7 separate regions of the Mus musculus genome follow, and all the other regions are linked to region 1. A link is a contact called in public HiChIP or PLAC-seq and promoter capture Hi-C data. All regions are on one chromosome and are shown on one strand. The core of a region is the stretch at or near the end of the contact, and the rest is flanking DNA. Distances in the headings are between cores, read along the strand shown. Region 1 holds the start of Rpl14 (ribosomal protein L14). Region 2 overlaps Trak1 (trafficking protein, kinesin binding 1). Region 3 holds the start of Ulk4 (unc-51-like kinase 4). Region 4 has its middle 21 kb from the start of Lyzl4. Region 5 holds the start of Gorasp1 (golgi reassembly stacking protein 1). Region 6 overlaps Trak1 (trafficking protein, kinesin binding 1). Region 7 overlaps Gm33800 (a long non-coding RNA gene).

Region 1 (3,277 bases), core at 41-2,540:
ACACCCATACACATAAAATAAAATAAAATAAAATAAAATAAAATAAAATAAAATGTCTGAAATGGGGTTCGTTCAGAGCCACAGAGATGACTAGCAGTTGAATGCTTTCTTGAGTTCTGTTTCCAGCTCATTCATAGCTCTAGCTTTAATGGCCTCCAAGGGGACTATTCCTCCACACACATAAAAGAGTATGTAAAGTGCTTAATGTTGTAAAGGCCTGAATTTGGATCCCCATCACACACATGAAGAGTTAGGAAGAGTTAGGATCGATGGCCTGCAGTGGTCATCCTGGGGAGGTAGAGACAAGTGTGCCCCTGGGGCTCAGTGACCAGCATGCCTATCTGAACTGGCAAACTCTGGGTTCAGTGAGAGGCTGTCTCATAAAGACCGGAAGAAGAGTGACTGAGGAAGGCACCCAGTGTGCTCCTTTGCTCTTGTTTACTTGACACAGCTAGGGTCCTCTGGGAGGAGGGAGCCCCACTTGGAGGAATGCCTCCATAAGAGGCATATCTGTGAAATATATTCCCTTTCCCCCGCCCGCCTCCCCCCACCCCCCGGCCTATTTATTATATGTAAGTACACTGTAGCTGTCTTCAGACACCCCAGAAGAGGGCGTCAGATCTCACTACAGATGGTTGTGAGCCACCATATGATTGTTGGGATTTGAACTCAGGACCTCTGGAAGCGCAGTCAGTGCTCTTAACAGCTGAGTCATCTCTCCAGCCCTGTGTCTTTGGACTTTTAAGACAATGTCTCAGTATGTCTCCTTGGTAGGGGAAGCGGCCTTAAATCCAGATTTGCTTCCGCCTCTGCCTCCCGAGGGCTGGGATTAAGGGCGAGCGCCAGCACCCTCGGCTGTGTCTTAATTATATCCTGTGTATACAGAAGAAAAGGGAAGTGGGCTGGGGACAGACAGTTCATCCTATGAGTCCTTCCTATCCCTAAAGTTCTCAGGAGTGACCGCCCTGTCATGCCAACATTTGGGAGACTGAGGCAGGAGCATTGCTGCGAGCGAGCCTGCTTGGATTATACAGTGTGGAAGGCCTACACTAAAAGGCCTTGTCCCCAAAATCCCAAACCCAAACAAAATAGAAAGGAGAAATTACAACGCCAAGCTCACTGCACGTGTCTGAGGAGAAGCAGTCCATAGAGAGCCGGAACCGCCATGTCATAACCCAGTGAGCATGCGTAAAAGCACGCACGTTTCCCCGTCGACCAATCGGTGGGCACGCTGGACGTCGGGGGCGGGGCTTCTGCCGACACATGCGCACGGCAGGGCGGGCCCTCTCTCTTCTCGCTGAGCGCCGCCAACATGGTGAGTGTGTGTGCCGAGAGCTCCGAGTGCGGCCGTCGCGACGCCCGTCTTCTGCCCCGGGCGGGGGAGCCCCGGCGTGGAGTGGCTCTGCGCGACCCGGCCAGCGCGTGGGGAGGCAGCGGGGCGTGGAACCCAGCCCGCAGGGAGCGCGGCTCGCGTGGACCGCACTACCGGGGCCACGCGTGCGCAGTGGCGGGAGTGGCTGGGCCTGAGGTCCGGGGATGGCGGCGCTGCTGCGGCCTCGGACCTGCCCGGCGGCCTGGCTCCTCATGAGCTCCCTTCAGTTCTTTTTCTCCGGAAAAAGCGAACCGGGGAGTGGTTCAGTGGATTGAACGATGAATTAATTGTATGAGAACTAAAGGAGTATCAAACATGGGTAAGAGCGGATCCAGGGAGCTCGTGTGCTGGGAAAGTGGCCACGGGATACTTGAAGTTAAAAAATGCTGGCTACTAAGTTCAAACTCGTCTCCCAGGGCGGCCCCGAGCCCTGTGTTGCCGGTAAGCAGCGGACTTGGAATATTTAAAGCCAACCCTTGTTTCTTTTCCTGTTTTAGGTGTTCAGGCGTTACGTGGAGGTTGGCCGGGTGGCCTACATTTCCTTCGGGCCCCATGCTGGAAAGCTGGTCGCAATTGTAGATGTCATTGATCAGAACAGGGTACGTGTGGGACGGAGTATTTTACAATCTTTATTTAACGTGGCCGTAAGATCGACAGCACCGTAGATGTTACTCAGGGTAGCTAGAGTGGTCCTTGGGTGGAGTTCTTTAGATTACAGGTTTACCATTGAGGAAACACTGGCCACGGAGTTTGAAGCACTGGGTAGAGTTAGCTCATCTTACAGCACTAATTCACCGGGTAAACGAGGCAGGCAAATGCAGGTGAGTTTAAATGAGGTAACTGAGAAGACTTCAGTGAGCTGGAGGTGCGGCTCTGTTGGTAGAGTGCTTGCTAGAGTCCCTGGATTCTAAAGATAGATGTGGCTCCTGCTACCTCAGGCTCTGGGAGGATAAGGTAGGAGAAGCAGGAGTTTGCCACTAGCCTGGGCTGCTTGACCTTGTCTGAAAATACCACAGTGGAGGCTTTTAGGATACTGGGTTCACAAACGTGCATTTTCTTCATTTGAATGGTAATGTACATTTCGTCCAGAAAGGGCTAGAAATTACGTAGAGGTTACAGCCATCTTGAACTTTAGATGCCTGTCTGAGGTCCTTGATTTTGTATCCTAGGCTTTAGTGGATGGACCCTGTACTCGGGTGAGGAGGCAGGCCATGCCCTTCAAATGCATGCAGCTCACTGACTTCATCCTCAAGTTCCCACACAGGTAACACCTTGTTCTAAGTTGCTTTTCAGTTTGGTGCCACAGTCTATATATACACGGATAATACAGATGGTTTGGAGCCAACCAAGGAAAGGGGCCTATATCTAACAAACAGACTTACTGACTTAAAATTGCCCAGGTCGTTTTGCCATTATGAAGTTCCTGTTTGGGTCCCGTGTCTCCCCCCCCCCCACACACACACACACACAATAAGTTCCGTGAAAATGTCTGCTCTCATATATCCAAATTGGCCCCAAATTTGCAGTCTTCTGGTCTGAGTCACCTTAGTGATGGGGTTTGTTGTGTTTTAGAGGGGTGCAGATTAAGACTGTCCTGCAGCACTGTGTGGTTGTCATCAGCAATGATTGGTACAATGAAGCACCTGCTGTAATGAGCCACCACAGAGTGGATTTAACCTGGGTGGTCTCTGAGACAGATGCCAACTGAGGGGTGCTGGTGGAGTGGTTATGGTCACCATGTACCGGAGTGACTACAGGTGAATCTAGGGTTCACCGAAGCGCAGAAGTTTTTAGTGGTTAAGAAACTTAGCCAAGTTAATGTGCAAAATATAGCAGGTGTAAGGAGCAGCTTTTGTTATTTACAAAGGGACATGGTTTTATGCACACGTGTGAGCAGTGGTAAGT
Region 2 (3,138 bases), core at 482-2,981, 820 kb after region 1:
GGCCATGGACCTGCACATGCGTAGTGTAATTGGTGTGGTGGTCACCACAGCATCAGACCATTTTATAGGATGGCCACAGAAGTGACTCGTTGAATCCCTATAAAACATCTACAGATAGGCAAGGCCCACCAGTGCCCAGTTCCTAAGGTCTCTTTAACAGGAGACTCAAACAGAGATTCATCATTTGTTTTCAGTTATACATGTAGGAAAATGCAAAGGAAGCCCTGTTAGAATCACAGGTGGGTACCACAGAGTAAATTACAAGTGGAGGAGCTGGAATGAGCTTAAGGTTGGGTGCATCCAAGTCTTCTTGTGTATTATTTCCTTCTGTGGATTCTGTGCTTAGAGCTGGGTGGCTCTTTATTAATGTCTGTTAATTGGAGCTGGAGAGATGGCTCAGCAGTTACAACACTGACTTCTCTTGCAGAGGACCTGAGTTCAGGCCTCAGCAGCCACATCAGGAGGCTCACAGGTGCTCCACAGGAGTGATGTCCTCTTCTGGACTCTGGGAGCACTGCACTCACATGTGCATCCACCTCATACATACAAATACATAGAATCTTTTAAAAAGAAAAAGAACTTAACTATCTGCTAATTGAAATTAAAGATTTAAAGTGAAGTTCTGTGACACACCCCACCCAAATGGTCAGTAAAGAGAATTTAAGAGTTTTATGAATTTAGTTATTTCCCTTAACTTCCAACAGAGATGTAACATTGTCTTCTGTGATCAGACTGGAAGACTAGGCTGGATGTCAGCTGCAGGGCATGCAACTTTGTTACCAGTGGAGAGCAGAGATGCCTGGGTGCTGCACACCCACAGCAGTGGCTACACACTGTAAAACCTGCCTCTGCCCATCACTGGGAGCAGATGCTGGGCGTTGCTACAGCACTGTGAACCTTTTTTTTTTGGAAAGATCTTCGTTAAGCAGCTCTTACATCAGCAGATTTGGTTTTCCTTGGGCTTTCTGAACTGCAAAACACAGCATTGCTGTTTGAGGGATAGAAGTGCAGGTGATGTGTAGAGAGCAACCTAGGGGCCTGCTCTGTGCCTGGTGTCCTGGATTTTTTGTTTGCTTGTTTATTTGTTTATGTCTCAAGACAGGGTTTCACTATGTAACACTGGCTGGCCTAGAACTCAAAGAGATCCATCTGCCTCTGCCTTCTGAGTCTGGGGATTGAAGGTGTGCACCACTGTGCCTGGCCCTACTACTTATTTATGTATCTTGTGTGTGTGTTATATATCTGTGTTCATATATGTATATGTATATATATATATATATATATATATATATATATATATATGTAGAGACCAGAGGATGGCATTGTCTTCTATACATCACCAATGTATGTTTGTTGGTGTTTTGTTGTTGTTTCTGAGCTAGGGTCTCACTATCTATCCCTGACTGGCCTCGAAAGCAGAGCTTCACTGGCCTCTAAAGTGCTAGCATTAAAGGTGTTCTCCACCATGCTGGCTCACCTTACATTTTAAGACAGGCTCTCTCAGTGGACTTGGAGATCAATGACTCAGCTTGACTGGCTGGTCAGGAGCCCCCAGGAACCGGAGTTGGGATCGGAGGGGCACACCAGCATACCTGGCTTCTTTAGTGTATGCCAGGGATAGATCTCCAGATCTTCATGTCTGCACAGCAGGCAGGTTTCCACTGTGCTTCATCCCTGCCCTGGTTGGGTTTTGTCTATGTGTTTACATATCTGTAACCCGGGAGACACATGACTCAGTAGAGTGAATCACCAGTGCCAGGCCACTGTGGGTGGCTGAGAAGACATTGTCCACTGCTTCCCTTCTAGGTCCACTGTGGGCATTGTGTAGGGCGGTGCCCACTGTGGCTGGTGGAGTTGGGGATACAGGGCTCCCTAAGGTGAGAAACCAGAAGGGGTAAAACCAGGGTAGGTACATCCTGGCCACCGTGTTTGGGGGTAAGACCCCACTGACACTCCCCCCCAGTCCCCCTCCTGGGTGGACAGCCAGGCTCTGCCCCTGAACCTGGCCCTCAGTTGCCTGGCTGATGAGAGGGAACACTTCCCCATCTGCTTTTTTTGAGTCAGACCTCCTTCTACATCAACCTTTCCAGAGTCACTTCATTCATTCAGAGAATTCATTTCCATGGCTCACAGAGTATGTGCTGCACTACCTGAAACCGCTTCCTGCTCTGTGACATCCAGCTGCCTCATGTGGTCTGACGGTGACCTGTGTGCAGTAGACCAGTCATGTGACACTCAGCGCACACCAAGCAGCAAGGTCACCATGTTTGTTCTTGGGTGACCATGCTCCTGTTGGTCCTTCTTCCCCGGCCTTTTATGGTTGACACCAATTGATCCAAGAAGTAATTCTTTGTGTCACACCCAGATCTGCTGACCACCACACCTCAGAGGTCATCTGGGAAAGAGCAGGCCCTGAAGCAAACAGGTTTTGGAATGTCACCCCAGCCTTTGCTTTCGGTGTGCAGTAATCCAGCCAGCCAGTATGTGCAGGATCAGGCAGGCATGGCGTTCCTTTCAGCACCAGAGTTCTTGCCTGAGATTTACTAAGAAGGTGGACACATCTCTATTGTTTAGATCTTCTTCCCATCCTAACCCAGGACTGTGGCATGTGCAGGCTCGTGCTGAGGGTAGTAAGGACAGTGACCTCTCCTCTGGGACATCATTCTTTCCTCTGTGAGGGTTCCCACCCCGACACCTTGACCGGACTGCCATGCTCTTTCAGTAGGGAGTACCTTGGATCAGGTCCTGTCAGCTTCAACTCTCCTGACAGAGGTACAGGCAGCCTCTGGCCCTGTGTTGGCTGGTTGTGGGAACACACGGTCTGCTGTGCCCTTCCATTCCAGCCCTGCACCCCCCCCCCCCCCACACACACACACAGCTGATCTCACATACTGAGGAGCCTCGGTATCGAGAGAGCTCTTACTGGGGAGGGTACCAGGATGCTGGTTAAGTATGAGGAGCCTTATTCAAGGTATTCCCGTTGAGAGCTTAGTCAATTGTGCAGTTAAACTGTCTGCAGCATTGGTCCCTCTCTCCTTTTCTTGTCTTCCCACCTCTTCTTCCTCCCCCTTTGTCTCCTCCTCTTCTCCCCCCCCCCCCCCCGTCTCCTCCTCCTTTCCCTTCTTCTTCCTCCCCCTT
Region 3 (3,102 bases), core at 229-2,728, 710 kb after region 1:
CTCTTGTGTTTTACAGTAAACCATAGGACATCAACATGGAGCATTCTCAAAAGTCAAATAGAATCGCCTACATGTCCAGTCATGCTACTCCTGTGTTCACAGACACACACACACACACACACACACACACACACACATGCACATACATGCACATGAACATCCAAAGGCAGCTCAGGCAGCATACACAGGGATACTTGGCATCTCTCAGAGCGCCACTCAGCTGTCAGGAAGAGTGGAATTACATCATTTTCAGGAAGATGAATTGAGTCAAAGTCATTGCGGTGATGCTATGAGGTAAGCCAGAGCCAGGCAGACAAACACTACATTATCTCTCTCTGGCAAAATTGAGTGGGAATATACAAAATAGTATATAACCTAGATTTAAACATATATCATATATGAGGAACGGGAGTAAACAGAGGACTACAGGGAAGAAAAATGAGCCTAAAGGGAGGAGAGGCAGGAACAAAGGGTCACGGGAGGCAGTAACGACACAACACCATGTTTCCTCTCATGCAAAATCAAGACATAAAAGTAGGTCCTGTGAAGCCACAAGACAACTATGAGAGGATGAGAAAGAGGACAAGCAGGAGGGGGTAAGAAGAGCAGAGGAAGATAGTGAGGGGCAGACATAAGGAAAACACAAAGACAGACATATAGGAAAATGTCGTAGTGAAGCCCTGAAACTGTATGATAGCTTAAGATGTCATTGTTACAAAAGAACATGGGGCTGAGAAGACGGTTCACCTGGTTAAGTGTTTACTCTGCAAGCCTGAGGACTTGAGTTCAAATACTCAACACACACATAGAAACCCAGTAATCCCAGCTTTGAAGGGCCTACACGGGAGAACCCCAGGAGCTCACTGGCAGGCTAGTCTAGTCTCAACAACCAGCCTCGGGCAGGGGAAAAAGACCTTGTCTCTAGGCAAAAGGCAGACAGGCCAGAGGAAGACACTCAACACCCTTCTCTGCCTGCACACACAGGAGCATCCACCAGTACACTCACATGCATGCGCGCACACTCTCTCACATGTGCAAGAAACCTTGTCAAAACTATCAGTGGACAGAGAGATGGCTCAGCCATTAAGAATACATACTGCTCTTGCAGAGGATCTGAGTTCTGTTCCCAGCACCCACTCCGGGTGGCTCACAACTACCTGTAACTCCAGCTCGAGGAAATCCAACACCATCTTCTGGCTTCCGCAAACACTCAACATGTGCACACGCACGTAAATAAACTTTTTTTTTTTTTTTTTTAAATAAGACTTTAGATAAGTTGCTGTCCTGGGGGAAGTGGTCGCGCCTCTGAGGAGGATGAAGCGGGTCAGAGATGTAACCAGGAATGGAGCCGCAGCTGCCCACCCACCTGCACGATGGTGGGGGACCCGAGTTGCACGCGCTCTGCCTTGCCACGGCGAGGCCACAGCTTGGACAGAGGAAACCGAGGCACCCGAAGACCTGGCCAACTCCCCTGGACGCGTGGGTGAGCCCTCTGCGTCACCATGACAACCTGCGAGACGCGGGGGGGAAAAAGAGCGGGACTTTGATTGGCTGATCGCTACCCAGAAGAACCCGGAAGTGAGCGAGTTTGCGCGCCCATCCAGCGACACTAAGGACCCCACGCCACTTCGAACATGATCTCGCTGGCCTAAGGGGACACTGGAAACTGGAAAGAGACCGGAATCGTGGGCAGTTCTCAGGTTTGCCCGGCGAGCATCCCTCGGTATTTGAAAGCCGCCATCCCATCTCCATGGCAACACAAGGACGGCCGGAAAAGACCCGGATGCTGCCTGGTTGAGCGCTTCCGGCGCTGTGGGCTGGGGCCGGAAATGAGAATCTTTGAGTACACCTAAGTGGCCTTGGGCACTCTAAAGCCAGTGCATCCTTTCTAGAAAGAGGTGGGAGAGATGGCGAGACTCACACAGCCCCACTGCAGGCCCTGCTTGGCGTTTACACGCCCCCTCGTCTCCATGACAGCAATAGGACGCCGGCGATGCAGGGCGCTGATTGGCTGAGATTAGGAGGCATGGACCGGAAGTGGCCGGAGATTGGCGTGGCTAGAGCCAGTCCCCTCCCCATCTGCGCGCCGATGCCTCTGAGCCTCCTCAGGAAACTTCTCGGTCTGGAGCCCGTTGGTCACTGCAGGCTCAGCGGACCGAGGTTAGGACGGATCGGCCTCTCTAGTCAGAGCGTGCAGTGGTGATCAGATCCCACCGGGAAGGCAGCATAATCGCGTGGTCCCAGCCTTCAAGCTGCCTGCGCCGCACATCTTGGTGGGTGGGACTTAAAGTCTTTCACGTCTGCCTGGTCCCAGAGCGTCACAGCTTTAGCTGTTTTGCTGTGTTTCCTTCTTAAACAGGGTTTCACGCTGTAGCCCAGGTTGGCCTCCAACTGGAGTCCTCCAACTTCCATTCTGATGTGAGAGCAGGCTGACAGTATCTATGGAAGGAAGAAAGCCCAACTCAGTTGACCAGAATCGGGCTAGAGATGGGGCTAAAGTTCCTTTTCTAGGTGGGGTGTGGCGGTGGGGAGATAGGACCCTACGTTTCTTGTTTTGTTTTGTTTTTTCGAGACAGCGTTTCTCTGTGTAGCCATGGCTGTCCTGGAACTCACTTTGTAGACCAGCCTGGCCTCGAACTCAGAAATCCGCCTGCCTCTGCCTCCCAAGTGCTGGGATTAAAGGCGTGCGCCACCACTGCCCGGCGGACCCCAAGTTTCTAAGGATAAACCAAGGTATAATTCCACCACAGCTCATGCGAGGGAACCAATGAATTTGTTAGGCTTACATACAGAGCCCGGATGAGGGCTTACAGACAGAAGCACTGCAAACCCAAAGCACTGGAAAAGTCTTCACCCAGTGTGGAAGATGGCTTCCCCATAGCCACAGGGGTGGCCCTCCCCTCCCACCCTCGCTTCTTCAGCCTGACTATCTAGGACCTCTCCAATACTCCCTGCTCCACAAGTAATTAGGAGAAAATATAAATGGCTGGGAGGAGCGGTCGGAAACCCAAGTAAAGATCCAAAGACCCTCCTGTCCTCTCCTAGGACGGAATGCCAATAGTCAACTGGACCTGCTGTGACGATCCTTGGCCTGCAACTCAG
Region 4 (3,218 bases), core at 668-3,167, 1.0 Mb after region 1:
TGAGCTTGGGCTCTCATGCTTGCACAGCAAGCGCTCTTACCCACCTCCCCAGCCCAACTCTCTTACCCTCTGAGCTCCTCCCCGAGTTAGGCTGATCCAGCCTGCACTCTGCCTTCTCACAACTTTTATTGAGACTTGTAGGTGATCTCCAGTCCATAAAATATTCTGACATTTTGCAGACCTATCCCCAAGTGTGTCACCACTAACCCTGTCTCTTGGTTCCTAGGACGATAAGAGGTCCCTTAAGGGCTATCTCTGTGCAAAAGGCTGGCCAGCACCCCATGCTGAGGTCAAGGACTACATCTTTCTTGTGGGTTAAGCTGGGCCATTTATTTCTGAAAGCCCTGTCTACACTAGTTAGAACAACGGCTTCTACCACGAGCAAGCAGATTCATTGTTCCCTGCACTAAACACTCTGAGGTTCAGACTCAGTTCCTGCAACAGCATGATGCAAAACTACTGGCTTTGGCTATGTCCTCATTTCACAAGTGAGGAAACGCAAGTGTAGACAGAATATGCAGCAGGCCCCCAAAATCACACCCAGGTACACAATAACAAATTAGAAAGCCAAGAAAAAAAAATGGATAAATCCCTAGAAGTGTGTTCTCAGCCAAGACAGATCAAAGAAATGGAAAGTCTGAATGGACTGACAAAAAGCAAGGAGAGAGAGAGAGAGAGAGAGAGAGAGAGAGAGAGAGAGAGAGAGAGAGAGAGAAGGGAAAGGCCCAGAACTCAGTGCTTGTGTTGCTGGGTCTGATCAAATACATTTTCCAAAGTCTTAAAATTCCCCTGCAAAAGAATCTGAAAATATCTGTTATCAGGGAAATGGCTTTGATATCAAAGCCAGGGAAGGATGCTATAAAAACATAAAACAAAATTGTAGGATGATAACCCTGATTGACCCAGATGCAAAAATCAACAACTAAATCCCAGCAAGGCAAACCCAGCAGCACTGTACAGTAAACAGACCTTTTCCCTGATCAAGTGTTTCTCATCCCACGACCAAGAGTTTAAGAGGTAAAATTAGTGTTAACCAAAGGGCCAAGACCACAGGGGAATCTAGCAGAGACTAAAGGTATTCAGCAAAGTCCCGCATAAATTAATGGCTCCGAGATTAAGATCACTGTCCGCTCCCGAACACTTAGGCTTGACTCCCAGCACCCATATGGCATCTCACAATAGTCTGTAACTCTAGTTCCAGGAGATCTGACGCCCTCTTCTGGCTTCCTCAAGCACTACATGCATGCAACCAAAACACCCTAACATGTAAAATAAAATAAAAATAATTTAAAGAAAATCTCTGAAATGTCCTTCACCCCATAAAGGCTCCAGGTAACAAGCCCATGGCTGATATCCCAGTGGAGCTGAAAAGATAAACTCTTTCCTTTTAAATGAGGTGAATTATCTGAAAAGAAATCAAGAAAAAAAATCCCATTCAAAGAATGAGCACACAACCCCTGCCATGTGAATTCTCTCTCCCCTTTCTCTTGTCCCTGTCTCTCTCAGGTGGGCGAGCACACACACTCTGCTACATGAATTCTCCCCTCCTCTCTCTCCCCTCACTTGTCCCTGTCTCTCTCTTGGGTGTACTGTGGTAGGTGAGCACACACACTCTGCCATATAAAGACACAGAAAGCCAGGAAGCTTCCACAGACACCAGTGTCCTGGTGTCCATCTCCAGAACTGTGAGAAATAGCATTTGTTGCTTGAGTGGGACCGATCGGGTGCAACCCCTGGATAGGCCATGTTACTTGTCTTGGTCCTTCTGTCATGTAAACTGCTTCTTCTCCTCAGCTTTGTATCTGGCCATGTTGTTGACTCCGGGCAGTGGGCTGTCAGTGGGTGCAGCATGAACAGTGGCTTGAATACGTGTGTATGTGATTGGCTGGCCTTCTTGCCTCTGCCGTGGAATGAACTTTGCTCCTTGGAGCAGAGTCAAACCCAATTTCCAGCTAAACACAGGTCGGATCCAGTGACCTACAGACTTGAGAGATAAAAACAAATGCCTGCCGTTGTGTAACAACATTGAAAGGGACACTGAAAAGCCACTGGGGAACTCAAGGCCATTGGTGGGTTCTTTTGGGAACAGTGAGGTTTGCCACAGGGCTGTCTGGCATTGTTGATGTCTTCTACAGCTGATTGTATGACCCTGCGTCCCCTATCTGGAGTCATCCAGATAGGGGACGCAGGGAGCTAGCTTGGGAGGAAGGCTCAGAAGGTGGCTCACTCTTCTGATTCACACAGTGTCCGTTGACCCCATTCATTTTATACACGTCCATCCTGAGTACATCCCCAAATCCGTCTCTGCCAGATTTCAATCTAATATTAATCCATGTAAAGAAAACTTTCCCTTCAAAGGGATTAACTAAAACCAGCATATTATTTCAGAATTTCACTTAGAAATAATGAAGGGATGAACCAGGCCATTTTCCTTGCTGGCGCCGTTAAGCGCTCAAAGCCAATGACTCCAGAAGAAAACAAAATTCAACACTAAAATGGCAGCACATCTGGAAGGGGCAAGAATTTACTGCTGAGACAAATTGGAATGTTCTAGAAGGGAATCCGACACTGCCCAAAGTTACCTAAAATTGAAAGCATTTAAAAGGATGGCTCTGGATCTCTGACTCCTTTGCAGGGTCCTTGCTACTGTGTGGAGAGCGTGGGGGAACGTTCTGCAGGAGTCTGCTCCGCCCAGGACCTTTGACCTCTGCGGAGACTCAGAGGCTCAGCCCAGTTCTTGCTTTACCCTGGAGCCCACATGGACTTGAGCATCCTCAACCAAAGCACATAAAGCTGAAATTGGGTCTTTCTGTGAAGAGAGAAAGTGCCCGTGAGACTACCATGTTGCTTTCTAACAAGCACTTTAGACTGTCCAAATGCAGCAAAGCAGACTGTGACCGTTAGGGTCTACAGGGGAAAAGAAATACCAATATAGATCTAAATAAAAACAACAAGAGAGACGAAAGCATTCAGACCCAGCTCCATCTGAGTCATATACATGTCTCATCTCCCTCAGAATCATAAAGCATTGAATGATGCCCAGTGCTGAGGCCCCCAGATTCTAATTGAGAGCGGTAGCTAGTATTCATGGCTGGCTTCTCCAGCTGTGTCAGATCCTGATGTCTCTCTTCCCCTGTTCAACAGTTTTAGAAAGAGATTCCATAATCTGCTGTTAATATATGTTATCCGAGCAGTGTGGGGATCGTGTGTGTGCCCTT
Region 5 (3,030 bases), core at 468-2,967, 630 kb before region 1:
GCCTTTGCGTCTAATGCTGGTATTCCAGGGATGAGCCACCACATCCTATTCCACATAGCTCTTTATGGCCTTCCTTCTCCCCTGTTTGATTTCCAAATATGAGTACTTTGTCTACCATGTTATCTCTAGTGCCTGAAGCTCTGCCTGGCATAGAATATATATTCAAAAACATGTCTATAGCTAGGTATACTCGTGCACATTGTAATCCTGGGATTCGGGAAGTATCAAGAGCTCAAGGCCATCCTACATCAAAAACAGCCGGGCAGTGGTGGCACACACCTTTAATCCCAGCACTTGGGAGGCAGAGGCAGGCAGATTTCTGAGTTCAAGGCCAGTCTGATCTACAGAGTGAGTTCCAGGACAGCCAGGGCTACATAGAGAAACCCTGTCTCAAAGAAAAAACAAGCAAACAAACAAAGGGACTGGAGAAATAGGTCAGCAGTTAAAAGAGCCTATTATTCTATCAGACGACCTGGGTTGAGTCCCCAGCATGCAAGTGTGACAGCTCCCAAATGCCTATAACTCCAACTTAAAGGGATCTAAAACCTCTGGTTTGCACACTCGTGTGCACAAACAAAAACAACACACACACCAAAAACACATCTCTGTAACGGGTCCTCATCCTCTGACCTGATCAACCTGTCCCCCTTTAACCAGCCCCCCTTGCCTTCACTCCGTCCACCACCCCCACCACCTCACTTCCCTCAGCCCTTGTGCAAAGATCCCAAACTCCTGACTTCCCGTGAACCTGTTTTAAAACACCCCCGGTTGGATGCATCCCAATGTCTGCCAACCCCCAAGCACAAATCTTGTCACTTTGATCTGTAAAGCCAATGTGGCTCTCCAGCTAGAAACCGCTTCCCTAGCCCTGACTCCAGACTTCCTTTGACATAGACCAGAGAGGCATAATGGCTCAGGAGGCAGGCGCACGCAGATGGATTTCTGTAGGTTCCAGCCCAGTCTAGCCTACATAGCAAGTTCCAGGCCAGTCGGGGATACATAATGAGACACCCACAAAATAAATAGATAGATAGATAGATAGATAGATAGATAGATAGATAGATAGATAGATAAGATTTAAGAGGAACCGAGAAAGAGCAGCTGAGAGTTTAACAACAGCTTGAACTAAGTACCAAGATCCTGTCTGAAGGAATGAAGGCAGGCAGGCTGACCCAACAGCCAGACAACCTGACAAACCTGCCCGCCTCCACACAGCTCTGCATCTACCTGCTTTTCAAAGGGGCAAAACAGGGGAGCTGAGTTCAAAGATCTTTCTATCCCCAACTCCATACGGCGTTCTTTATCAACCAGACTATACTTCCCAGCAGCCTGTTCGCTCGTACCTCCCTGCAAGTGACACGTAGGGCCCCATCTAGGTCTCGGGATGTTTCACTCTGGGGTCCCAATGCCCACCCTGGCTCCAGTCATTCTGGCCACTTCACCCCCTCTTCAGCAGCTTTCCCAAAGCCCACGAGCTCTCCCAGCCCCTTGCAATGCTCCTTAGAGAAGGGGCCTCGGATCTTGGACGCGCTGGGCCTCGCAAGGCATGCAGGGAGGTCACTGCAGGCCTCGGGGCTGTGCAACCCTCCCTGGTGATCTTCCACCACCCCGGCTCACCCCGTGCAGATGGAAGCCCTCGCCGCCCGCCGGCTGCTCGCTGCTTGCCCCTAGCCCCATGGCCGCCCTCTCCCGCTGCTGCGTGGCCTAGTCACGTGGGGCCAGGCCACGCCCTCCCGGATGTCACAGTTCTTAGCAACAGGCCAGCAGCCAGGTTGCCAAGGACGCGCGCGCCTTAGACTTCCGGCCGTGAGCTGGGCTGCGAATTGGGCGGCCAGAGCTGGGAATCCCGCTCAGCCGGTCATCACCTGAGCCGGGCTGCAGCCATGAGCAGCGATGACTCCTCTCTCATGGTGCGTGAACTCTGGGCCGCCTGCGCTCGGGACTACTTCTGCAGTCAGGACTGCTGCCCTGGGCTAGCTCTCTGCTCTCTGACCATTTCTGCTCTGGGGTTACCTTTCTGCTTTCTCTGGCCATCTGCCCTTGGGCCACCCTCTGCCACACCATCCACCCTGCTGCCTGCCCTCTGGCCATCTCTACTCTTAGGCTACTTCCACCCCCCAACCACCTCTACCCCTCTGTTCACTACTCTGGCAGCTTCTAGAAGTCCTTCCATCTTCCTCAGCTCCCTAACCAAAGCATTTCCCCTCAGTGTCCTCTGCACCCCTAGCCTCAAATTAGCACCCAGACCTGATCCTATCCCCCAAACCAATCCGTGCCTGTCCATTATCGCATCTGCCTCCCACCTAAGCCATCTGTGTTCCACTGCTATGAGGTCTATGCCCACCTCCAACCCTGTTCCTAATCTAACGAGAAGTGTCAGCTTCCAAAGTCTCCAGAGCCACCATGTATCTCTCCCTTAGACACCTCTGGCCTGGTTTCTCTACTTGGGCTCTTTGCACCAGCACTACTGCCTGGCATTACCCATGTGCCACCTGCAGCCACCCACACATCACTGCACGCAACAGCCAGAGTCATTTCTTTAGAATATCATTTGAGGTAACTGGGGATCTGGCTCAGTTCCTAGAATATGCACCAAGCCCTGATAGCCATAAAACAGGTGTGGTGGTAGGTGCCTTTAATCCTAGCACCGGAGAGGTGGGGAGGGAGGGTCAGAAACTCACCATAGTTGAGTTTGAGGCCAGTCTGGGATACATGAACACCAGGCTCTGCCAAAAGTTTTAAAAATCTGAAAACTTCACTCCCCTACTTAAAGCCATTCGAGCTGGTTCCTGTTGATGACCCTGTCTGACGTCTAGGCTCTTTCAAATGGCCCATGAGGCTTTTACGACCTAACCACATCTATCCCCAACTCAACACCCACAAACCTTAGAGGAAGTGAGCTTTTGCTTTGAAATCTCAGCCCCAATTACTGTGTGATCTCCATGGGCTGTGTCTCCCTGGGCTTCAGCTTCTTTAGCTGTGAAAGATACCAAGATGTGTATAGCGGAGGACATGGAGACCCTGAAAATG
Region 6 (3,246 bases), core at 592-3,091, 840 kb after region 1:
TAAATGGTGATACCCTAAGCTCTCTCTGTGTGTGTGTGTGTGTGTGTGTAGACATGTAGTTAGACATGTGACTTGGACAGCATTGCTAAAAACACCCTCAATTTAAACCAAAAGATGAAACGTGAATAACTCACTGATGGGTGAAATTGCTCGAGTTTTTCTGAACGAGTGAAATGAGCCTTTGTTGTCCTTTATCTTCCGCGTACCGCATCCTACACGTCCAGCAGTCAGTCCAGCTACGTGGCGATGAGTCACATTCTGCGTGGGGAGGTCCCCCGCCCAGCACGTCCCTCCTACACTTTTGGAGTAACCAACCAGTTTTCTCATCTGGAAAAGCCCTGATACCCTGGCTCACTATCTCTTAAAGTTAATCAGTAAGCATGATTTGATAATGTTTATTAAGATTAAACTATGTTTTTAACTGAATGTGTGTGTTTGAGATACCACCTTGCTGTGTAACCCAGGCTGGCGTTGAACTCCTTGGTGCTGGGAATCCAGGCATGTGGTACCATGCCTGAATCTTGGAAGCATTGTGTTTAAACCCTGTGGATACATAATTTTTCAGAAAAATTTGAAATTCTAATCTTGAAATCTGCCTGTGATTTTCTGCAACATTGTCTTTTCCAAACACAATCTTAATGTGTTAAAATGGAGCAATCATTTTGACGTTCTAAAATTTTAACGGAAGTATAATAATCTGCCTCTAGTTGGAATTTTTAAGTAAAATCTTTATCCTTCTGTGGCATCCTGCTGTGGCACATGATTTTATACTAGTCTTTATAAAGGTAGCAACTCAGTGTGGAGTCCTCAGCCCTCAGCCTCCAGGCTTAGTAAAACCCAGTCCTCCGCCTTGCCTACTGCTCTTCCCAAGATCTCGCTGCTGGGCTTCCCTTCCTGGCTACGTGGCAGGGGACAGCGGCCAGAGAGATGGAAGTCGCAGGTGTGGATTTGCATGCAGCCGGGGGAAGGCTGGAACCTGGGGACCACAGAATGAGCTATGATGTCCAGTTGCGGTGCTTGGTCAGGGCCAACTCACAGAGAATCGGATAGGAGCACCTGTGTTGTTATCTGTGACAGGCAAACTCAAGCAATGCAGGGAATGGCTAGCAAGGTACACCATCAACTGTGGCTCTTCCTTGGGGCACCATTGTAAGCTATTAGGCGGTCAGTTTTTCCCTTGTCTTGCTCTAGCAGTGAGAGAATTCTTCCTGGATTTGTAGACAGAGCTTGAAGGGGAACGTGTATAAAACACAGATTAATGAGGAAAATAACATGGCTCTTGTGCCGAGAAGGTCTGGGTGGTGGTGTTTAGTCAGGTGATGGTCCCTGCACATCCTTCTTCATTTGTGAGAGAAGTCAGGATCCCTGCCCCTGGGTCCCTGTAGTCCTTGGCTCCTCACAGTCTCCTCAGATTCCTACGAGCACACCTACAGGAAGTCTCTCAGCTCAGAGGTGTTGAGCAATGCTTCATCAGGGCAACTCCTCCAGCCCCAGCCGCAGCGCCTTCCTACAGACAGGTGCACCTGCTTGAGGCGTGGCTGGTGTTTTCTTTTGCAGTTGCTATGAAACTTTCAGGACGCTACCATTCCTGTTCTTCTCAAGGGGGAGAAAGGCCAAGAGCGTACCTCAGGGCACCGTACATTCCTGCCTGGCTCCCCTCTGTGTGCAGGGCAATTGGCAGGGTGCTGCTATTCCAACAGGTGCTCTGCCTGCCGTGCTCCGCCTCCGAGGTCCTGTGAGCCACTCTGTCCTTCCTTCTCCCAGTGATGCTGGGCGGGTGGCCCTGTGCACACCCGTCCACTCCTGCCAAGCCAGGGCATGTCTGCGACCCTGGCTGGAGCCCAGCATGTGCGCTTTGGGCCCCGATGGCTCCTCTGGGCAGGTGGCCAAAGGCTCTCCCAAGGACAGTCCCTTAGGACAATGTTTCAAATTTGGGGCGACTTCAACAATGTCCCTGAGAGACGTGGGAGGGGAAGAGGAATGTTTTGAATACAACTACCAGGATGAAGAGAAGGCGGCCATCCCCGAGCAGCATGATACCCTGGACATCTTGGCAGCCACCCATGAGCAGAACGATACCATGGACATTTTGGAGGATGGTAAATGCTACGCTTTACCTTGAGCTGCATAGACTACTTGAGGCTTTTCCTGTTAGTGTCCAGCCAGGCAAGATTGGCCACTGATGTTGCCATATTCTCTTAGTTCTTAAAGGAACAGGTGTACAAATGGCTTGATGTCCAAGTAGGACTGCTGCCCAGGTAGTGCAGCACCCCGGGGCTTCTAGAACATCTCAGCATCCCTTTTTTGCTTCTGCAACCTCCCCAGAAACCATAACTCTGACTCTTGCCCGCTCGGATCTGCCTCAGCCCGTTTTGATCACATAAGGACAGTTAAGCAGTGTGTGTGTGGTTCTGCATCCCGCCTCTGTGGCTCACTGTATGCTTTTGGTTTTGAAATCCCTCCAGTTCACAAGGTCTGGATCCCTGTTTGCCCAGCACTGGTTTAAAGAGTGACAATTGTTTGGTAACTAAATGGTCTTTAGTAAGTTGATGGCTACACATTTTCTACCAAGCAGAGTGAATCAGATTTTAATAACTGGTTTCAAATGTGGATTTTGTTTTCTTTTTGGGAGACAGAGTCTTGTCTATGTAGCCCAGGCTATCCTAGGATTGTTCATCATCCTGCTTCAGCCTCCTGAGTCCTGAGATTACAGGGCTGTGCTGTCTCACCCAGATGGGATTTTTTTTTTTTTTTTTTTTGAACTTTGAAGTACTTCAGAGATATCTCAGGGTAACATGGTAACCACCTGAGACTGGGAGGGCTGCTTCTGAGCATTCTTGGATGGGGAAAACAGGTTCCCTGCAGCATGCCCAAATATTGATACAAGTTAACTCTAGCCAGACTTCTGGGTTTCACTGGCAAGCTTGAGAAAAATGGTTTTGGAGGTGAAGCAGGTAGTTAAACAATGGCTACAGCAGTACCCTTGAGCCTAGTGAGTGATAGCTGTCAACTGCTTATGGCTCAGGCTAACTTTTCAGAAGTACCAAAACCACCCCAAGAGCTCAAGGTCTCTTCTTTTGAAGATAGCGTCCTGAGGGTGTTGTTGCTGCCTCACTCCCAGAGCGCTGCAAGCTCTTGATTGCAGAGAAGAGTAGTGGGGCAGCCAGAGAACTGAGAATCCGATGAGGCCAGGAGCTTGTCTGCTGTCTCACCAGACCGTGGGAGGGAAGGCACAGCGGACTGACT
Region 7 (3,126 bases), core at 33-2,532, 560 kb before region 1:
TAGGGAGGAGAGGTGTGTGTGTACCTGTGTGCGTGTGTGCGTGCATGCATGCACTTTGAACCCAGGGCCTTGAACATGCTAAGCAAATACCTTTTTTGTTTGTTTTGCTTTTGTTTTGTTTTGAGACAGGGTTTCTCTGTATAGCCCTGGCTGTCCTGGAACTCACCTTGTAGACCCAGCTGGCCTTGAACTCAGAAATCCGCCTGCCTCTGCCTCCCAAGTGCTGGGATTAAAGGCATGCGCCACCACCGCCTGGCGGCTAAGCAAATACTTTACCACCAAGCCGTATCTCTAGACTTTTATTTTTGAGACAAGATCCCATGTTATCCTGGCTGGCCTGGAACTCACTATGTAGACCAGGCTAGTCTCCAATTCACAAAGATCTGTCTGCCTCCCAAAGAAGGGAAGGATTAAATGAGTGAGCTAGCTTCTCCTTTTAAAACTTTAAAAAAATACATAATTATGTATATTTGGCTTTTTGAGACAAGGACCTACTATGTAGCCAGACTCTTCTCAAACTGGCATAATATTTCGCCTCAGCTTCCCAGAGACTGGGGTCACAGGTGTGAACTACTCTAACATTTAAAACTAATTTAAGAAATGTATTGTTACTGGGGCTGGAGGCATGGTTCAGAGGCTGAGAGCTTGCACTGCTTTTCCAGAAAATGGAGTTCAGTTCTTAGCACAGACGGCAGTCAAAATACACACATTCGCATCACCAATGATAAAAAATTTCAATCTTTTATGATTGTGTGTGCATGCTGTGTGTGGGTAGGTGAGGATGTCGCTTGCTATGTGTGGAGGTCACCGGATAACTTTGTAGATTCTCTGCTCTCCACTTTTACCTGCATTCTGGGTCGGACTCAGGTTGCCAAGCTTGCACCATAGGCGCCTTTATCAGCAGAGCTATCTGGCTAGTAAAGGCCCTTAACATTTTGCTTGCTTTGATATAGAGCATCATACTGGGGAGGCAGAGACAGATGAAAGCGGGAAGCAGAGGACGAATTCCAGACGCTGGCAAGGACAGAGCATCGAGGGACCAGGCGCCCTCCCGGGTGAGCCCCGGAACCGGCATCCGTTTGGAATCTGGGAGGGAGGCTCCGCGCGAGGGCTGGCCGGGACGGCGCGTCCTGGCGCCCGGCGTCTGCTCGCAGAGCCAGCCCTGGCAGCACGCCTGCCGGGCGTTTCCTGGCAACCAGCCACCGCCTGAACGTTCCGAACTCTACAGCCCGCGACGTCACCGTCACCTTGACGACGGCCGTGGGAACACGCCCCGTCGGCACCGGGGGCGGGGTCTGAGCGCTGCGCGCTCTGCGCGTGTGGAGAGGGGCGGGGCCTGGGCAGGTGCGAAGGCAGGTGCGGCTGCAGGTGTGAGCGGGGCGGGGCGGGGCGGGGCGGGGCCTTCTGCACCCGCCGCTCTGCAGCAGCGCTCACCCGCCCCTTCTGCTCCGGTTGCTCTGCAGCAACGCATCCTAGACCACCCAAACTCAGCTTGCCCTTGCGGACTGACCTTGTTTTTCACACACAGTTTTCTGTGTAAAATGACCTAATCTGCTTATATATTTGTCTCTGTCAGTCCTGTGAGGTCAAGAATGAATTCTGCCTTGTTCATCTCTATTTTTAGCACCCTGTACAGATCCTGGCACGAAGCGCTATTGAATGCCAGTAGCGTGAATCCACAGATTGACTCAATCGTTTCGTTCATTTGTGTGCTCGTTTGACTAGATGAACAACACCGGGCACACGCCCCCTGCAGGTGAGGAAGGAGATATTAAAAAATATTCCAGAAGGCTGTGGTCACATGCCCACGGATTCCAAACCTTGAGAGATAGAGGCAAAATCAGGGGCTGAAGATCATCTTCAGCCACAGAGCAATTTTGAGGCCAGTCAGTTTGATACAAGATCCTCAAAACCGAATAAAATAAGAAAACAAAGCTACTGGGCCGGGTGGTACACACTTGTAATCCGCAGTACAGATGGGTGAGGGGCAGGAGATTACAAAATCGGGGCTAGCTTGATCTTCAGGCTAAGTTTCAAGACCGTGTCTCAAACTTTAGAAAACAAAACTCTCTCCTAAATTGCAGTACTAAGAATGAATGCCAGCCAACTTTTTTTTTTTTTTTTTTTTCGTGACAGGGTTTCTCTGTGTAGCCTTGGCTGTCCTGGAACTCACTTTGTAGACCAGGCTGGCCTCGAACTCAGAAATCTGCCTGCCTCTGCCTCTCAAGTGCTGGGATTAAAGGCGTGTGCCACCACGCCCGGCTTTATTAACACTTGTTAATTCACAGTGTTCACAGGGTTGTTCCACCATCACACCCATTGACAGATGAGGACGTTGAAGAGAACACTCCTGTGTGTTAAGTTGCTGGGCCCAGTGGTCAAGTGAGAGCCTGTGGAAGGTGTAGGAGAGAGACAAGGTGGGGGAACATGCAGTTACCTGGTACAGGTGTTTTATCTTTTGTGGTATTGAGAATTGACTTACTAGGAGCTTGCATGTTAGGTGAACAAGGTGCCACTGAGTGTATACTCACTTCCACACTTTTGTTTTAGGCAGTGTCTCCTTATGTAGCCCTGGCTAACCTAAAATTTGCTTTGTAGACCAGGCTGCCCTTGAACTCGCAGAGACCTGTTGCCTCTGCCTCCTTAGTGCTGGAATTAAAGAGGTGCACCAGCATACCTGGCTCTCACACCCTTTCTTTTGAGACAGTCTAATGCAGCCCAGGCTGGCCCTCAAACTTACTAGTTGCTAACAGTGACTGTGAGCCTCCTGACTCCTCCTCCGAAATGCGCACACCACTCACCCTGAGTTCTGTTCTCTTGACATTCAGATGTCAGATGTTTCTTCCTTAAGGAGGTCCGCCCCTGCCACCTCTCTGAGGCTATTCTTTGTCATGGTCACACTGCCATGATTCATGACTCATGCCTTCTGAGTGGAAAGTTAGGCACTCACCCTCTTTCTGATGTCATCTTTCTTGTCTCTCCTCCTCATGTTAAAAGTCAGTCTCCTCAGACAGCACCCCACGGGATCTTGCTGTCATCCCTGTGACCTACAACGGACCTGGCATAGAAGGTTCAGTGGTTTCTGAGAGAGAGGGAGAATGGTTTTCACTAAAATCATTGCATTTT

The links. Promoter capture Hi-C pulls out the DNA fragments that hold promoters and counts their contacts. HiChIP or PLAC-seq counts read pairs in DNA pulled down with a chosen protein or histone mark.
Region 2: an HNF4G HiChIP or PLAC-seq map of pancreatic cancer cells shows a contact between it and region 1. The contact joins the enhancer-like site here to the promoter of Rpl14 in region 1. A contact is called at or near these places in 11 of 39 promoter capture datasets (the 3T3-L1 cell line, the HPC-7 cell line, cranial neural crest and 7 more), 1 of 15 datasets of contacts at CTCF or cohesin (stem cell-derived epiblast-like cells), 5 of 484 Hi-C or Micro-C datasets (the AML12 cell line, cortical neurons, stem cell-derived neural stem cells and 1 more), 16 of 115 datasets of contacts at active chromatin or transcription factors (bone marrow-derived macrophages, cardiomyocytes, craniofacial prominence and 10 more) and 3 of 9 other capture datasets (embryonic stem cells, macrophages and pancreatic islet).
Region 3: a contact with region 1 is called in a promoter capture Hi-C map of second pharyngeal arch cranial neural crest. The contact joins the promoter of Ulk4 here to the promoter of Rpl14 in region 1. A contact is called at or near these places in 13 of 39 promoter capture datasets (the 3T3-L1 cell line, 3T3-L1-derived adipocytes, the HPC-7 cell line and 9 more), 1 of 15 datasets of contacts at CTCF or cohesin (the NIH/3T3 cell line), 2 of 484 Hi-C or Micro-C datasets (cortical neurons and natural killer cells), 25 of 115 datasets of contacts at active chromatin or transcription factors (the 230-238 cell line, bone marrow-derived macrophages, cardiomyocytes and 18 more) and 4 of 9 other capture datasets (adipose tissue, embryonic stem cells, liver and 1 more).
Region 4: a promoter capture Hi-C map of liver shows a contact between it and region 1, with 2.6 times the contacts expected there. The contact joins the enhancer-like site here to the promoter of Rpl14 in region 1. A contact is called at or near these places in 3 of 39 promoter capture datasets (frontonasal cranial neural crest, hippocampal neurons and liver) and 3 of 115 datasets of contacts at active chromatin or transcription factors (astrocytes, bone marrow-derived macrophages and large pre-B cells).
Region 5: a promoter capture Hi-C map of pre-B cells shows a contact between it and region 1, with 2.3 times the contacts expected there. The contact joins the promoter of Gorasp1 here to the promoter of Rpl14 in region 1. A contact is called at or near these places in 2 of 39 promoter capture datasets (liver and pre-B cells) and 2 of 9 other capture datasets (liver and pancreatic islet).
Region 6: a contact with region 1 is called in a promoter capture Hi-C map of liver, with 3 times the contacts expected there. The contact joins the enhancer-like site here to the promoter of Rpl14 in region 1. A contact is called at or near these places in 6 of 39 promoter capture datasets (the 3T3-L1 cell line, cranial neural crest, frontonasal cranial neural crest and 3 more), 9 of 115 datasets of contacts at active chromatin or transcription factors (cardiomyocytes, craniofacial prominence, embryonic basal ganglia and 6 more) and 1 of 9 other capture datasets (adipose tissue).
Region 7: a FOXA1 HiChIP or PLAC-seq map of pancreatic cancer cells shows a contact between it and region 1. The contact joins the enhancer-like site here to the promoter of Rpl14 in region 1. A contact is called at or near these places in 1 of 39 promoter capture datasets (neutrophils), 2 of 484 Hi-C or Micro-C datasets (the C2C12 cell line and embryonic stem cells) and 1 of 115 datasets of contacts at active chromatin or transcription factors (pancreatic cancer cells).

Annotation. Positions count from the first base shown.
Region 1 is chr9:120,570,227-120,573,503 of GRCm38.p6, forward strand. It overlaps Rpl14 (ribosomal protein L14), which reads left to right and starts at 1,291. Exons shown (of 6, transcript NM_025974.2): 1 at 1,291-1,315; 2 at 1,870-1,971; 3 at 2,542-2,636. The coding sequence starts at 1,313.
Region 2 is chr9:121,394,265-121,397,402 of GRCm38.p6, forward strand. All of the region lies in intron 2 of Trak1 (trafficking protein, kinesin binding 1), which reads left to right. Among named protein-coding and RNA genes, the nearest start is that of Trak1, 29 kb to the left of the region's middle. Within about 2 kb of position 1,732, at least 53 of the 459 cell types and tissues checked have an H3K27ac peak or open chromatin away from gene starts, as enhancers often do. A contact at or near this core is called in bone marrow-derived macrophages, macrophages, pancreatic cancer cells and 1 more, where this site is marked.
Region 3 is chr9:121,275,694-121,278,795 of GRCm38.p6, forward strand. It overlaps Ulk4 (unc-51-like kinase 4), which reads right to left and starts at 1,479. Exons shown (of 37, transcript NM_177589.3): 1 at 1,367-1,479. It overlaps Gm34655 (a long non-coding RNA gene), which reads left to right and starts at 2,054. Exons shown (of 2, transcript XR_003948091.1): 1 at 2,054-2,273; 2 at 3,046-3,102.
Region 4 is chr9:121,564,679-121,567,896 of GRCm38.p6, forward strand. No RefSeq gene overlaps it. Among named protein-coding and RNA genes, the nearest start is that of Lyzl4, 21 kb to the right of the region's middle. Within about 2 kb of position 1,918, at least 8 of the 459 cell types and tissues checked have an H3K27ac peak or open chromatin away from gene starts, as enhancers often do. A contact at or near this core is called in liver, where this site is marked.
Region 5 is chr9:119,935,841-119,938,870 of GRCm38.p6, forward strand. It overlaps Gorasp1 (golgi reassembly stacking protein 1), which reads right to left and starts at 1,718. Exons shown (of 9, transcript NM_028976.2): 1 at 1,618-1,718. The coding sequence starts at 1,677. Ttc21a (tetratricopeptide repeat domain 21A) reads left to right here and starts at 1,766. Exons shown (of 29, transcript NM_028735.3): 1 at 1,766-1,910. The coding sequence starts at 1,884.
Region 6 is chr9:121,414,215-121,417,460 of GRCm38.p6, forward strand. All of the region lies in intron 2 of Trak1 (trafficking protein, kinesin binding 1), which reads left to right. Among named protein-coding and RNA genes, the nearest start is that of Gm51661, 39 kb to the right of the region's middle. Within about 2 kb of position 1,842, at least 50 of the 459 cell types and tissues checked have an H3K27ac peak or open chromatin away from gene starts, as enhancers often do. A contact at or near this core is called in epiblast stem cells and liver, where this site is marked.
Region 7 is chr9:120,010,054-120,013,179 of GRCm38.p6, forward strand. It overlaps Gm33800 (a long non-coding RNA gene), which reads left to right. Exons shown (of 4, transcript XR_871355.3): 3 at 954-1,055; 4 at 1,625-2,097. Among named protein-coding and RNA genes, the nearest start is that of Xirp1, 12 kb to the right of the region's middle. Within about 2 kb of position 1,283, at least 341 of the 459 cell types and tissues checked have an H3K27ac peak or open chromatin away from gene starts, as enhancers often do. A contact at or near this core is called in the C2C12 cell line and pancreatic cancer cells, where this site is marked.